Regions from separate parts of the Mus musculus genome. Here all the other regions are linked to region 3. A link is a contact called in public promoter capture Hi-C data. All regions are on one chromosome and are shown on one strand. Each heading gives the region's core, a stretch centred on a gene start, on an enhancer-like site or on the middle of the called end of the contact. The rest is flanking DNA. Distances are from core to core; before and after follow the strand shown.

Region 1 (4,380 bases), core at 320-2,819, 1.1 Mb after region 3:
TGGGACAGACACATCAACAAGTTTCATCACAGAAGGAGTGGTGCCATTGAAGGGAAGCAAAGAGGGTGGTGGGCACAGAGGGGGCACTTGGTTTAACTGGGGAGGTCAGGGAAAGCGTTCCAGGAATGGTACCCCAAATGGCATCCCCACTCACATGCACAATTCCAGAGATTCTACTAGAAGGCTGTCAAGAGCCATGCCTTCAGGCTGCACCAGCCTCCCAGAGTCCCCTGCTGCCCGATGCAGTGTCTGCAGAGCCAAACGCATCTTCCGCCACGCCTCGTCCTCATCCGGGCGCTGCATCCGACCCTCCAAGACTCCTGCAGGGGCCTGCCTTCCTTGGCAGGCTCAGCCAAAAAACCAACTCAAAACTCTTTTGTCAGAGCAAGCTTAGGGTGAGCCACCCAGCCCCGGGTGCCACAACCCTCCCTGAGCAACTGTGGCCCACGCCACCCCCGCCTCTCCTGTTTGCTCCTTTTTGCTCAAAAGAAAGTGACCTTCCAGGTGGCAAGCTGGAAGCTTCCGAGAATCCTCCCAAATACTCTTAGTCTCGCAGGATTCACCAAACTAGTGGACTGGCGGGGGTTGGAGGTGGGAGTGGGGGCTCCTTATGGGACAGGAGATAGGAGGAGAACAAGGGTTTCCTCTTTAGTGGAGTTATTCTAACAGTCTTTGGGGCCGCCAACTGTTCTGCTGGGTAGGGAAAGGAGAGAGGTCCCGGAAGGCAGATGCAGAGAGGTACAGCTGTTGAGGGTAGCGGCTGCAGACCGTGCAGGGGAAGGGATGAAGCTGCTGGGGGCGGGGGTGGAGGGGCGCACAGAGGCTGCAGCCTTGCAGGTTCCAGCGCCCTGAGATGATGGTCTTTTAGGGGCTAGGGGATAGGGGGGAATCAGGTGGCTCCAAAGGGAAGTGGAGGGCAGAGAACTAAGCGGTGGTCTCGGGACCTGAGCGAGTCCCAGAGAGCATAAATGGTCAGAAGATTTAGCTCCGGAGCAGGGCCTGAACGGGTAGCTTTACAAGGGTCGCAAGAGGGTTGGCTGAGCTTTGGCTTTGGAGAGGGGTCCAGCTTCCACTCCCGGCAAGCGGGTTGAAAGCATCTGCCCCGGACTTGGGATTTGGTCCCAGACCCACAGTATGGTCCATGCCCACTCCCGCCCCACTCCCGCTCCCGCTCTGGGGAGGTGTAAGCAGCCCGGCAGTCGGAGTCGTTTTGCTCGATCCTACCTGAGGGCCTGGAGCCAGCTTGGGCTCTTCTTCCTCTCGGGGACCGTCGCAATCCAGCTCGGCGGGCACCTCCGGGGGCCCTGCACCGGCTCCCGCTTCCAGGCTCGGCGGCGGCGGCTGCGGCTCGGGCGCCTGGGGCTTCTGCAGCCCCGCGGCCCGCGCCCGCTCCCGCCGGCCCGCGCCGCCGCTTGGCCTGCTCCGCCTCCGAGTCATGCTGCCTCTTGCGCCGCTCCCCCGCTCGCTGGCTCCTCTCGCGCCTCCGCCGCCGCCGCCGCCGCCGCCGCCGCCGCCGCCGCCGCCGCTCCCCTCACAGGACAACAGCCAATATGGCGGCGCCCGGCGCCCCTCCCCGCCTGCTGCCAACAGGTCAGAGGGCACACTCAGTCCGCGCCGCCGCAGTCGCCACGGAAGCCGCCAGCGCCATTTTTAATAAGGCCACCTCGCTGGGCTTCGCAGGAGACCAGCCCCGGGCGAGATCCTGTCCTAAGCACTAGTCCGAAAGGCTGCGATCGGCTGGAGAAACACATTGGGCTCTGTAATAGCGGGCCTAGGAGCTTAATTATCCATTAAATAATGAGTGAGTTACTAATCTTTTTGCTGCGAACTTTTCACGCTCATCTCTTGGCTCCTCCCTAAATCACTTGGAAACAGGTACGAATTATTCCCATTTTGCAATGGACAAGCACTGGCTGCAAAATGCCTACCATAGATTCCTAGATATCATCCCACCACACCTGTGGTCAGCCTGAGGCGAAAGAATAGGCAGGTCTTTACTTGTCGTTTACTGGGAGCCCCACGTTCTGTGCTCAGAACTGCAGGACCCAGACTCAGGTCGTTCTTGAGGCTGATGGGGAAGGGGGTCACTTAAATAGATAATAGGATCGGCGTGACAAGGATGAAATGATTAAAGCACATACTCTGGCAATGTTTTTTTTTTTTTTTAAGTGGTATGTGCGAGAGAGGTCTTTAACCCACAAAGCAAAATTAGAAATGTTTTAATAGCTCAGCATTTTAGTTGTTAATATGTCATCTCCACCCATTTTCTTCCCACAGGGGGAGAAAAATTCAGGCACATGGAACAAAAAAATATATGTATTTTTTTTTTAAGTTTCCAATGCTGTCTTATGCCTTGTCGAGTGAAACTGGAACTTTTTAGTAGTTACACGTGGAATTTATATTGATAACATCAATCAGAACAAAATCTGAAACTTTGACTACCAAGAAGTAAATCAATTTTTAAAAATTGCTCTATTTATCTTATTGTTTTAATAGGTATGTGTGTGTATGTGTGTGTGTCGGTGGGACTGGGTTAAACTTCTTTGGCCTAACTTGCTCCATCTTGAAGTCTGTCCTCCGTTTTGCATGGCCCCAATTCCAAGAAAAACCACAAATGTTCTAGAGTCTACCACTCAGGGAAGGGGAGGAACATCTGGCCTTTTCTCCAAGATCCTGAAACAGTTGCCACCCTTCTTTCCCTGGAATACCTAGGGGCCACCACAGACCAATCAGGAACCAGGACCTCTGGAAAGCCCCCTAACCACAACCAACCATGGTAAAGGTTGCCTAGACCCTCACCCTAATCTTCCACTTCATACCTGGTTGTGGTTTTCTGCTTTAAAAGGCCTGTGAGCCCACTTCTTGGGCTCATTGCTTCAGCTCCCGAGCCTAACTGCATCTCTAGTCCAGCTAGATCTCTTGGTGAGAGTTTCCCTTGGTGAATAAAAGCTGCTTTTGTTTGACTTTGGATTGTGGCGGCCTGTGCCTCATTATTTGTGTGACCTCAGGCCCAACATTTCTGTGTGTGTGTGTGTGTGTGTGTGTGTGTGTGTGTGTGTGTGTACGCGCGCGCGCGCATACGTGTACTTGTGTGTCAACTTGACACAAGCTGGAGTTATCACAGAGAAAGGAGCTTCAGGTGAGGAAATGCCTCCATGAGATCCAGCTGTAAGACATTTTCTCAATTAGTGATCTAGGGTGAAAGGGCCCACTGTGGGTGGTGCCATGCCAGGCCTGGTAGTTTTGGGTTCTATAAAAGAGCAAGCCAGTAAGCAGCACCCCTCCATGGCCTCTGCATCAGTTCCTGCTTCCTGACCTGCTTGAGTTCCAGTCCTGACATCCTTTGGTGAAAAACAGCAATGTGGAAGTATAAGTTGAATAAACCCTTTCCTCCCCAACTTGCTTCTTGGTCATGATGTTTTGTGTAGAAATAGAAACCCTGACTTTAATTTATTTTTAGGATTTATTTTATGTATATGAGTACATTGTAGCTGTCTTCAGACACACCAGAAGAGGGCATCGGATCCCATTACAGATGGTTATGAGCCATCATGTGGTTGCTGGGAATTGAACTCAGGACTTCTGGAAGAGCAGTCAGTGCTCTTAACTGCTGAGCCATCTCTCCAGCCAATGATTAATTTTTATTTTTTGGGTTTTGTTTTTGTTTTTTTTTTTTTGGTTTTTTGTTTTGATTTTTTTCAAGACAGGGTTTCTCTGTATAACCCTAGCTGTCCTGGAACTCACTTTGTAGACCAGGCTGGTCTTGAACTCAGAAATCTGCCTGCCTCTGCCTCCCGAGTGCTGGGATTAAAGGCGTGTGCCACCACGCCCAGCACGGCAATTCTTGATCAAAGCCAGCTATGGACCCTCAGTGTCTGGAAACAATGCTTGTGAGAGTCTAAATAAGACAAAGCATTAGAAACAGTTAGCAACAGTAATTTTACCTGATAGCTTCCATAACTGTTCTTATTATATATACCTTACTAATCTAAGAGAAAGTCCTTTTCTAGACTAAAAAGGGGCAATATTGAGGATGTTTTTGAGCACTGTGTATTTAAGTGATGAATTCTGTACCCAGAGATCCAAATGTAGTCCAGAATTGGTATTGGCATTATTATGAAGCATTTCCTGATTTGGTATTTTGTAAAACACTGCCCTCCATTATTTTCTGATTGGTCATTAAAGAACTGGACAGAAGAGAATAAGGCGGGACTTCCGTACCCTAAAAGAGGGAAGGTCTCAGTTGACCACATGAGGACTCAACATGAGGAATCAGATGGAGGAGGTGTCAGAGTCAGACCAACATGGTAGGTAATGCCATGTAGTGGGGAAGTTGTAGGGATAAGGTCATTGTGCACTGTGTATAAATATTCACCTGTC
Region 2 (4,282 bases), core at 1,569-4,068, 1.2 Mb after region 3:
CTAGGTTAACGAACAGCACTAACGATTTCTCTTGTTTAATTAGAAGTCCAATCTTCCACTTTTCCTCTAATGTCTGAGATTTGTAATCCCTCTTGTAGGCCCAGGCTAGTCCTTTTAGGCGACTAGATAGACAGGTCTCAGCCTGCCTAAAAGACTGCACTTTGTATTTCTGTCATTCCTTCCTGAGAAATGAAACCATCCTCAAAATAAAAGCGAATGGAATTAGATTGACTAATAGAAGTCTGTACATTTTATTTTTAAAAATTTGAACACAAAGCCTGAAAGAGGTAGCTAGATGTATCGTTTCTTGAGTCGATGTACACGTACATATTTAAAGGGAGACGTGGTTACAGTTTGTACCCGTGGGCCGTAGTGGAGCTTGGAGACAGGATGCCTGCCTAGCACTAACGCTGACGTTTGAGGGGTGGGCAGTTACCCAAGTATTTATACGTTATTTTTTAAAGATTTATTTATTTATTATAGGTAAGTACACTATCTGTCTTCAGATACCCCAGAAGAGGGCATCAGATCTCATTACAGATGGTTGTGAGCCACCATGTGGTTGCTGGGATTTGAACTCAGAACCTTCGGAAGAGCAGTCAGTGCTCTTACCCACTAAGCCATCTCTCCAGCCCTATGCATTTTTTTAAAGGTTTATATTCTATGCATCTTGTATTCATCTCTTTTTTGTTTAGATTTAGTTTTATTTGATGTGTCTGCGTGTCCTGCCTGCATGTTTGCCTGTGTACCTTGTGCATGTCTGGTACTTGCAGAGGCCTGAAGAGGGAGTCAGATGAATCCCCTGGAGTTGTAAACAGTTGCGAGCGGCCCTGTGGGGACTGGGAACTGAATCAAAAGTCCTCTGCAAGAGCAGACAGCAATTGCTCTTAACTGTGTACCTGCCTCTCCAGCTCTACCAAAAATGTGCTTCTCTAGTCACAGTCATAGTTGGGAATTTTCTCTTGTACATTCTCACAAGTGTGTCTTTGTCTTTTGCCTTGACTTTCTGTGCTGCAACCAAACTCAGGCCTTGTGCACACCAGCTTGGTGGTCTGACATTGAGCTACATGTCTTTTAAGATTGTTCCTATTAGATTTATTCATTTTATCTTGTGTGTTTTGCCTGCCTGTATGTATTTATACCATATGTGTGCTTGGTGCTTAGGGAGGTAAGAAGAGAGCATTGGAGCCCCTGGAATTAGAGTTATGAATGGTTCTGAACCACCGTGTCTGTAATGGGAATCGAACCCAGATCTTCCGCAGGAGCAACAAGGGCTCTTTACCTCTGAGAAATCTTTTTAGCTATGCAGAGTATCTTTTAAAACCAAACTCGAACAGAAATGTTAAATTTGGCTGGGCAGTGGTGGCACACACTTTTAATCCCAGCACTTGGGAGGCAGAGGCAGGTGGATTTTTGAGTTCGAGGCCAACCTGGTCTACAGAGTGAGTTCCAGGATAGCCAGGGCTACAGAGAAACCCTGTCTTGAAAAAAAGAAAAAAAAAAAAAAAAAAAAAGAAACCAAAATTCTGGTCTACAGAGTGAGTTCCAGGACAGCCAGGGCTACACAGAGAAAGCCTGTCTCAATAAACAAAGAAAACAAACAAACAAACAAACAAAAATAGGCCAGGCAGTAGTGACGCATGACTTTAATCCCAGCACTTGGGAGGCAGAGGCAGATGGATTTCTGAGTTCGAGGCCAGCCTGGTCTACAGAGTGAGTTCCAGGACAGCCAGGGCTACACAGAGAAACCCTGTCTCAGAAAACCAACCAACCAACCAACCAACCAGCCAACCAAAAACCAATGACCGCACCTGCCAATGGTGTGATGCATGGCCCCAGGCATCCAGGTGTTCTTCTAGAATGCATTGTCTGTTCCTTTTCTGGTTTTGAGTTTGTTTTAAAATAGTTGCTCAGTGGTTCCCTTTATTAGGCCTAATTGGTTTTCATGAAAACATCCTTTTCCTAGGAAGGCATAGACGCCTCCATTTTTTGCAGTCATGAAGTTAGTCTTTTGCAGTCTTGGAGGACCTCTGTAGGTAGGGAATCTATTTGCTCTTGCTTTGCTTTGTTCTACCAAGGCCAGGTTGTCTTTAATCTGATTGGTCATTTGAGGTGTTTGTAGGCATAGGAAATCCTTTGGGAGGGCTTCTTTGTTCCAGTATAGGGGTAAGTTCGGTAAGTAAAACACTTAAAGGACAGGTCAAAATGTGAATATAAAGATAATAAGCAGAAATGGAGTGATCCAGACAAAGAGCCAGAGCAAGAGGGAGGCCCGTGCTTTTTGTCTGGTGCCTTTGGGCCCCATTTCCTGAGCGGTTGAACGGATCATGTATTCCCCCCTGCCCCGAAAGCTTCCCAGTGTTAAGAACTATTATAATCCTTAGTGCAGTTTATCTCTGTTCTGTAGATTCTAAGTCTTCACATCTCATATTGAAGAGTCTTTCCTCTTCAGTATGATGCTCCTTGTGTCGAAGACACATCACTACTATTAGTTGTCAGGATCTGGCATACACATAAGTGACTCAGTACGGAGCATATAAGGAGACAGGAGCATTAGTTAATGCAGATTAAGGCAAACAGACACACTCCCTGGGAGAGCCGCAGGCTGCATTAGGTTCCTCGGTGGTCTGCAGCGAAGACCCTTTGCAAGGCTGACCTGGCTGATGGCACACTCCATAGCGCCAAAAAGGGCTGCGGGTTGCGCTAGAAAAGTAAGTTGTTGCTGCCGGCGCAGCCCGCGCCGCGCGGCCTCCAGTCGGTTGGTGGCGCTCTGGAGAAGCAGCCGCTTCCTTCCGCCCGCTCCTTCCTTCCGCACCCCGGCACCAGCACATCCTGTTTTCGTTGGCCACGCTCTGATGGCGGTCACTGCTGGAGCTCTGTCCATTTCGTAGGACCGGTCCTCGCTCGGTACCGTGAGAGCTTGCTGCCTCCCTCCTTTGTCCTCTTCATAGGCCTGCGCATCGTCCCCGAGGGCGCAGGCCTTCTGCTGGCCGGCAGCATGGGCCGGGAGTCTCGGTGAGTCCGCGGGCGAGCGGCTTCTTGGGCTCGGAGGGGAGCGAGCGGGTGGAGGGAGCGGCGCTGCGGGTAGAGTGCGGGTGGCCGCGCGTGTGGCTGCTGAGGACCCGGTCACCCGGGCTGTGACGAGGCGCAGCTGGCATGCAGGGCAGCCGATTGCCGTGAGCTTGCGACCACCGGTCGAGCCCTGAGCGGGAACAGTCCCCCTGACCCCACCCCGCCCATCACGGAGCCTCCCGCCTCATCCCCCGGGTCAACCCAGAGCCGGTTCACTCCCGTTCCTCTTCGTCTTCACAACATTGTTTGCCTCCACTCTGGGTTACTTTCGTGCGCACGTGGGCCTCTCTGCCTAAGTCATTTAGAAGGAGCGTATGCAGGCCTTTTTTACGCACCTGCTATATGTGCAGGACCGGCTTTTATTGGGTTACAACAAAAACACCTGTTCCATGGCCATTTATTCCGCGGATACATTTTGTTACTATGTTGCCTGCTTCTTTGTGAAACCTTTCACGCGGGCACCTTACGGTGTCTTCAAAACTTTAGGTTTTAATAACGGATTAGGACCTTGAGGTAGATGATGATGATATTATTACTACTACTACTATTATTATAATCATCATCTTGAAAGATGAGATGACTGGTATGTATGTAGCCAGTCTGAAAGGTACTGTGGTTCACTGTGTAGGGAGAATGAAAACTTGGCGTACTGGGTTAAAACTTAGGTTCAGGGAAACAAGCCAAGTGTGAGTGGAGCAGCTTGAAATTTTTGCAAACCAAAAAAACCTGTAGCATCTTCCGTATAAAGGGTGTATTGCCAGTGACCATGGTTCTTTTTTTGGGGGGGTGGGGGGTCCGAGACAGGGTTTCTCTGTATAGCCCTGGCTGTTCTGGAACTTACTTTGTAGACTAGGCTGGCCTCGAATTCAGAAATCTGCCTGCCTCTGCCTCCTGAGTGCTGGGATTAAAGGCGTGCGCCACCACACCCGGCCTGAATTACCTTTCTTGATCTTGCTGTTATAATTATTATATTTGTATTGCTGGAATCAAAATAACAATAAGACCTTGCCATTTTTTGACTTAGTATCTGTTGGATCCTGTTACTTTCAAGAGGAAATTCAGACTCCCCAGACCTTTCGCAGAAGGTCCTTTTCACCCATTTACCTGCGTACAGTTGACTTCCTGTGGTGCCTGGCTTCCGCTCATCTGGAGCTTTCTAGGTAGATCCTGAGAAGGCTCAGAAAGCGAATGGATTGTTGATTCCTAGTAA
Region 3 (4,427 bases), core at 356-2,855:
AGACACCATGACCGAGGCAACTCTTATAAAGAACAACATTTAATTGGAGCTGGCTTACAGGTTCAGAGGTTCAGTCAAGTATCATCAAGGTGGGACCATGGTAGCATTCAACCAGACATGGAGCAGGAGGAGCTAAGAGTTCTACGTCTTAATCCAAAGGCATACAGAAGAATGGCTTCCAGGTAAGCCAGGATAAGGGTCTTAAAGCCCACACCCACAGTGACACGCTTCCTCCAACAAGGCCACACCTAATAGTGCCATGCCCTGGGCCAAGCCTACTCAAACTACCACACTGCTTCTTTGAACACAGCCTTTAAACAAAACGCACAACTTTCCAGATCGCCCATGGTTTCTCAGCCATTGTAACCTGCCTGAATCTCCCAAACTCTCCACGCCTCTGCACATACTACTCTTGTATAGTTTCCACTGCTCTCCTATACATCTACAGCCTGCCAGAAAAGTGCTCTGTTCTGTTCCTGTCTTCTCCAGACAGACACATACAACCCATCCTGATAACCTGCACTTGCTACAAAGATGCTTGCTGCAGATCACACTAGCTTTTCCTCCAGAACCCCCTCTCTCTGAACTCACCTTTCGTATTCACAGTGGCGATGCATTTTGTAGTCCTCACATCCCAGATGCGAATGGTTTTATCTCCAGATGCGGTGACAAAGAGGTCAGGGTTGCTTGGGTGCCAACAAAGCTGGTCCACACTATCTCCGTGGCCCCGGTAGTTGTTTTCTTTGACCTTAAAAGAACAGAATCCAGATGCCACTTTTATCCAAACAGTGGTGCCTTGAAACCAGCAAAGATCTGGATAATTCAAAACAGAAATCTAATTCTTTTTCCAAAACTACAACACCCCCTCCCCCCCCCCCCCATGAACCTCTCTGAGCTTTGACATTGGCCCTTCCTGGCCTCCCTTCTTTCTTTTTCCACCACCACCTCAACCAACCTGTCCTGCGCTATCATTTTCAAATAAAGCCTTCCTCTCCACCCTAGGGGCTCTACCACCCCATTAGTCCCTAGCCACTCGTCACCAGGGCTCTTCTAGACCCTCACCACTTTCTGCCACCTGACTTCAACCTCCCCCGGCCCGCAGCCACGTCGCCACACCTCTTTACTGCCACTAAGTTCGCTCTCTGCTCTCCGCCAGGCAGCCTCACCCCCTTCGTCATTCCAACTCTTCCAGCCCCAAACCCCTTCCTCATCACCGCCAACGACAGGCCATACCCCTACCTCTCCTGCTTTTTCTCCCTCCGCACACAGCCCTCTTCTCCGCCAAGCCCGTGCCCTACAAGCTCACCAGCCGGTCCTTCTCCAGCAAGAACACGCTGGCAGTCTTGTCGAAGGACCCCGAGGCCAAGCGACGGCCATCGCAGCTCCAGGCGACCGAGTGCACCTTAGCACTGTGCGCCGGGAATTCGCGCGTCTTGCTGTGGCCTCGGAAGAGCTCCTGCATCCCGAGCACGTAACGAGACGGGCCACTGCTCACTGAGCACCAGGGCGCCATCGAGCCGGGGCCGCTCTGGCCGAGGGCCGAGGGGCCCAGGACCGCAGCGGGCGCCGCCATGCCTCCCTCCTCACGGACCGCGCGCCGGAAGCTGGATACTCTGAGTCTGGCGCCGTCGCCCTGCACATGCGCCGAAAAAGCGCCGCGTCGCTCCGCGCTGGCGCCTCTCACTCGCGGAACTACAAATCCCGCCATGCAGCGCGCGTCCACCTTTCCCTTTTGAAATAGGACTGATTCTTCCTTAAATTCGCTTTTTTTTGTTTGGTTTGTTTTGTTTTGTTTTGTTTTCGAGACAGGGTTTCTTTGTTTGTTTCCTGGCTGTCCTGGAACTCACTCTAGACCAGGCTGGCCTCTAACTCAGAAAACTGCCTGTCTCTGCCTCCCAAGTGCTGGGATTAAAGGCGTGTGCCACCACTGCCCGACTTGCTTCCCTCCCCCTCCCCACCCCCCACCAAGAGTTCAACTTTTTTTTTAAATGGTCTTCTTACCAGTTTCTTGGTAGCCTTGCTTATTCAAAAAAGAGAGTCAAGATAAATCCTCCAGTTTACCTGCATGTAAAATATCTTTTTTCTAGAGTTGTTTTTCACTGTAAGGTCCTCATCGTGCCCTTAAAGCAAAAGGCCATTGCAAGTTGTCGCTCCTGGAGAAAGGTTAGATGTTTGTGGAATGAAGGAATTGATAAGAAATGTGGGTTTGAGCCGGGCGTGGTGGCGCACGCCTTTAATCCCACCACTCGGGAGGCAGAGGCAGGCGGATTTCTGAGTTCGAGGCCAGCCTGGTCTACAACGTGAGCTCCAGGACAGCCAGGGCTATACAGAGAAACCCTGTCTCGAAAAACCAAAAAAAAAAAAAAAAAAAAAAAAAAAAGAAAAAAAAAAGAAAAAAGAAATGTGGGTTTGTCGGTTGGACTTGGGAAAAGTTGTTCGGTTAATTTGAGATTTGGTTTGTTCGGGGGTTTTGTTTTTGTTTTTAGTTTTTGAAGACAGGGCTTCTCAGTGTATCCCTGACTGCCCTGGAACTCACTCTACAGACCAGGCTGGCCTCGAACACACAGACATCCGCCTGCCTCTGCCTCCCAAGACGTTTTTCTGTCTTTTGATCTTGGTTGTTAAAGGATATTGTATATACATGATAGTAAACTAAAAGAAAATAGCGGAAAGTACAATGACCATTTTGTGTGCCATGCTCACATCTCTGATCCTCCCACTTATGTCTCTGTTAAACCAAAAGATACCCGGGTGGAAAAAAACAATGGTGCACAGCCAGGATTCGCCAAGCACTGGAGAAGAACTGTGCAGGGATAGGGGACACCAGAGGAATATATCCAACAAATATTCGTGTGAAAATGTCCTTATGAAGCCAGCTGTGGTGTCGCAGGCTTATAACCCCATCACTGGGGAGACAGGGACAGGCAGATCCCTAGGACTCACTGGCTAGCTGTCTAACTTCCTTGGCAAGTCCCGGGCTAATGAGTGACCCTTTCTCAAAACAGAACAAGGGATGGTGCCTCAGAACCACCTCCGTGTTGTCCTCTGGCCCCCACATACACACGTGTACTCACACATGCATATCCATGAAATCATTTTAAATGGGTCTATCCCTGAATACCGTGTTCTGTACTCTGTCTGGGACTGGAATTCCTGTGTATTTTCCCTACATATTCTCTTCTGTTACTTTCAGTAATAGCTATCTCCCTACCTGAATATAATTTCTTGAAATCTGTCATTCCATTGTTTTTATGACCCAGCAGTCTTGGCCCCCTCCACTGGTATTTTGCACATAGTAGGCACCCAATATTTACTAAATAAAATGTGAGAAAATGAAAGAAAGAAATCCTTATATAACAGTACCCTACACAATGAATATTCACAAGAAAAAATATAATTTTTGATGGGGAAGGGGGGTTTACGACAAGATTTCTCTGTGTATTCCTGGCTGTCCAGGAACTTCCTCTGTAGACCAGGTTGGCCTTGAACTCTGAGGTCCATGTGCCTCTGCTTCCCAAGTGCTAGGATTAAAAGAGTGCTCCACCATGCCTAGCTAATAGTATCTTTAATTTTTTTTTTTTAAGGAAAATAGAATCGATAGAGAGATGGCTCTCTGTTTAAGAGCACTTGCTGTCCTAGCAGAGGATTGCTGTTCCCTCCCCAGGCACCCACAAAGTGGCCCACAACTCTTGGTAACTCTGGTTCCAGGAGATCTAGCGCCTTCTTCTGGCGTCCCAGGCCCCATGCAAAAATCCTCCTTCACATAAAAATTTAAGGAAAAAAAAAAAAAGGAAAAGGAAAAAAAAATGTGTGACCTTGCAAAGACGCTGCAGGGTTTATGGGATGATGCAGCCTTCCTTACATAATTTGCTGTCTTTCATAAATATATATAGACTTCTAGTTGGGGATTGATTTTTGTTCTTTTCTTTTTTTTCCTTGAGAAGGGGTCTTGCACAATAGCTCAGTTGGAGAAGTATAATAGTTTAATTCAGTTGCTTCCTTAATGAATTATTGCAATGAATATCCCTATACAATCTTCATTATGCACTGTGCACTTTCTTTGGGTAGTGTTATAAAACAATTAAAGAGGAGTTTCTAAGAATCTGCAACCATCCATATAAGGAAATATAGATCCTAAATAATAAATGAAGCCACGTAAGCACATAGCTCCTGCTTCTACACTCTCCTTCCTACCTCGTCATAATCAGAAAGTTTTAGAAACTGCAAAGATGTTAGACAGGACTAAAGTGTCAATAAAATCACTAAAGTCTTTGGGCAGAAAACTATGTGTTATCTCATTTTCCCTCCTTCCCTTCTTTTTCAAATATTTCATGTGACTATATATCTTACAGACACTGAGGACTTGTGCTTCTTATATTAGGTAAGGAAACTGACGAAAGGGACAAAATGGCCTTCCCCAAGTCACA

The links. Promoter capture Hi-C pulls out the DNA fragments that hold promoters and counts their contacts.
Region 1: a contact with region 3 is called in a promoter capture Hi-C map of liver, with 2.1 times the contacts expected there. The contact joins the promoter of Fam193b here to the promoter of Thoc3 in region 3. A contact is called at or near these places in 3 of 39 promoter capture datasets (liver and pre-B cells).
Region 2: a contact with region 3 is called in a promoter capture Hi-C map of liver, with 3 times the contacts expected there. The contact joins the promoter of Ddx46 here to the promoter of Thoc3 in region 3. A contact is called at or near these places in 3 of 39 promoter capture datasets (the C10 cell line, liver and pre-B cells) and 1 of 484 Hi-C or Micro-C datasets (B cells).

The regions. Positions count from the first base shown.
Region 1 is chr13:55,569,551-55,573,930 of GRCm38.p6, forward strand. It overlaps Fam193b (family with sequence similarity 193, member B), which reads right to left and starts at 1,570. Exons shown (of 11, transcript NM_145382.4): 1 at 155-1,570. It overlaps Gm31364 (a long non-coding RNA gene), which reads left to right and starts at 1,546. Exons shown (of 2, transcript XR_873486.2): 1 at 1,546-1,875; 2 at 4,186-4,380.
Region 2 is chr13:55,632,181-55,636,462 of GRCm38.p6, forward strand. Ddx46 (DEAD box helicase 46) reads left to right here and starts at 2,819. Exons shown (of 23, transcript NM_001282055.1): 1 at 2,819-3,015. The coding sequence starts at 2,999. It overlaps Caml (calcium modulating ligand), which reads left to right. Exons shown (of 4, transcript NM_007596.2): 4 at 1-236.
Region 3 is chr13:54,467,235-54,471,661 of GRCm38.p6, forward strand. Thoc3 (THO complex 3) reads right to left here and starts at 1,606. Exons shown (of 6, transcript NM_028597.3): 1 at 1,307-1,606; 2 at 592-748. The coding sequence starts at 1,573.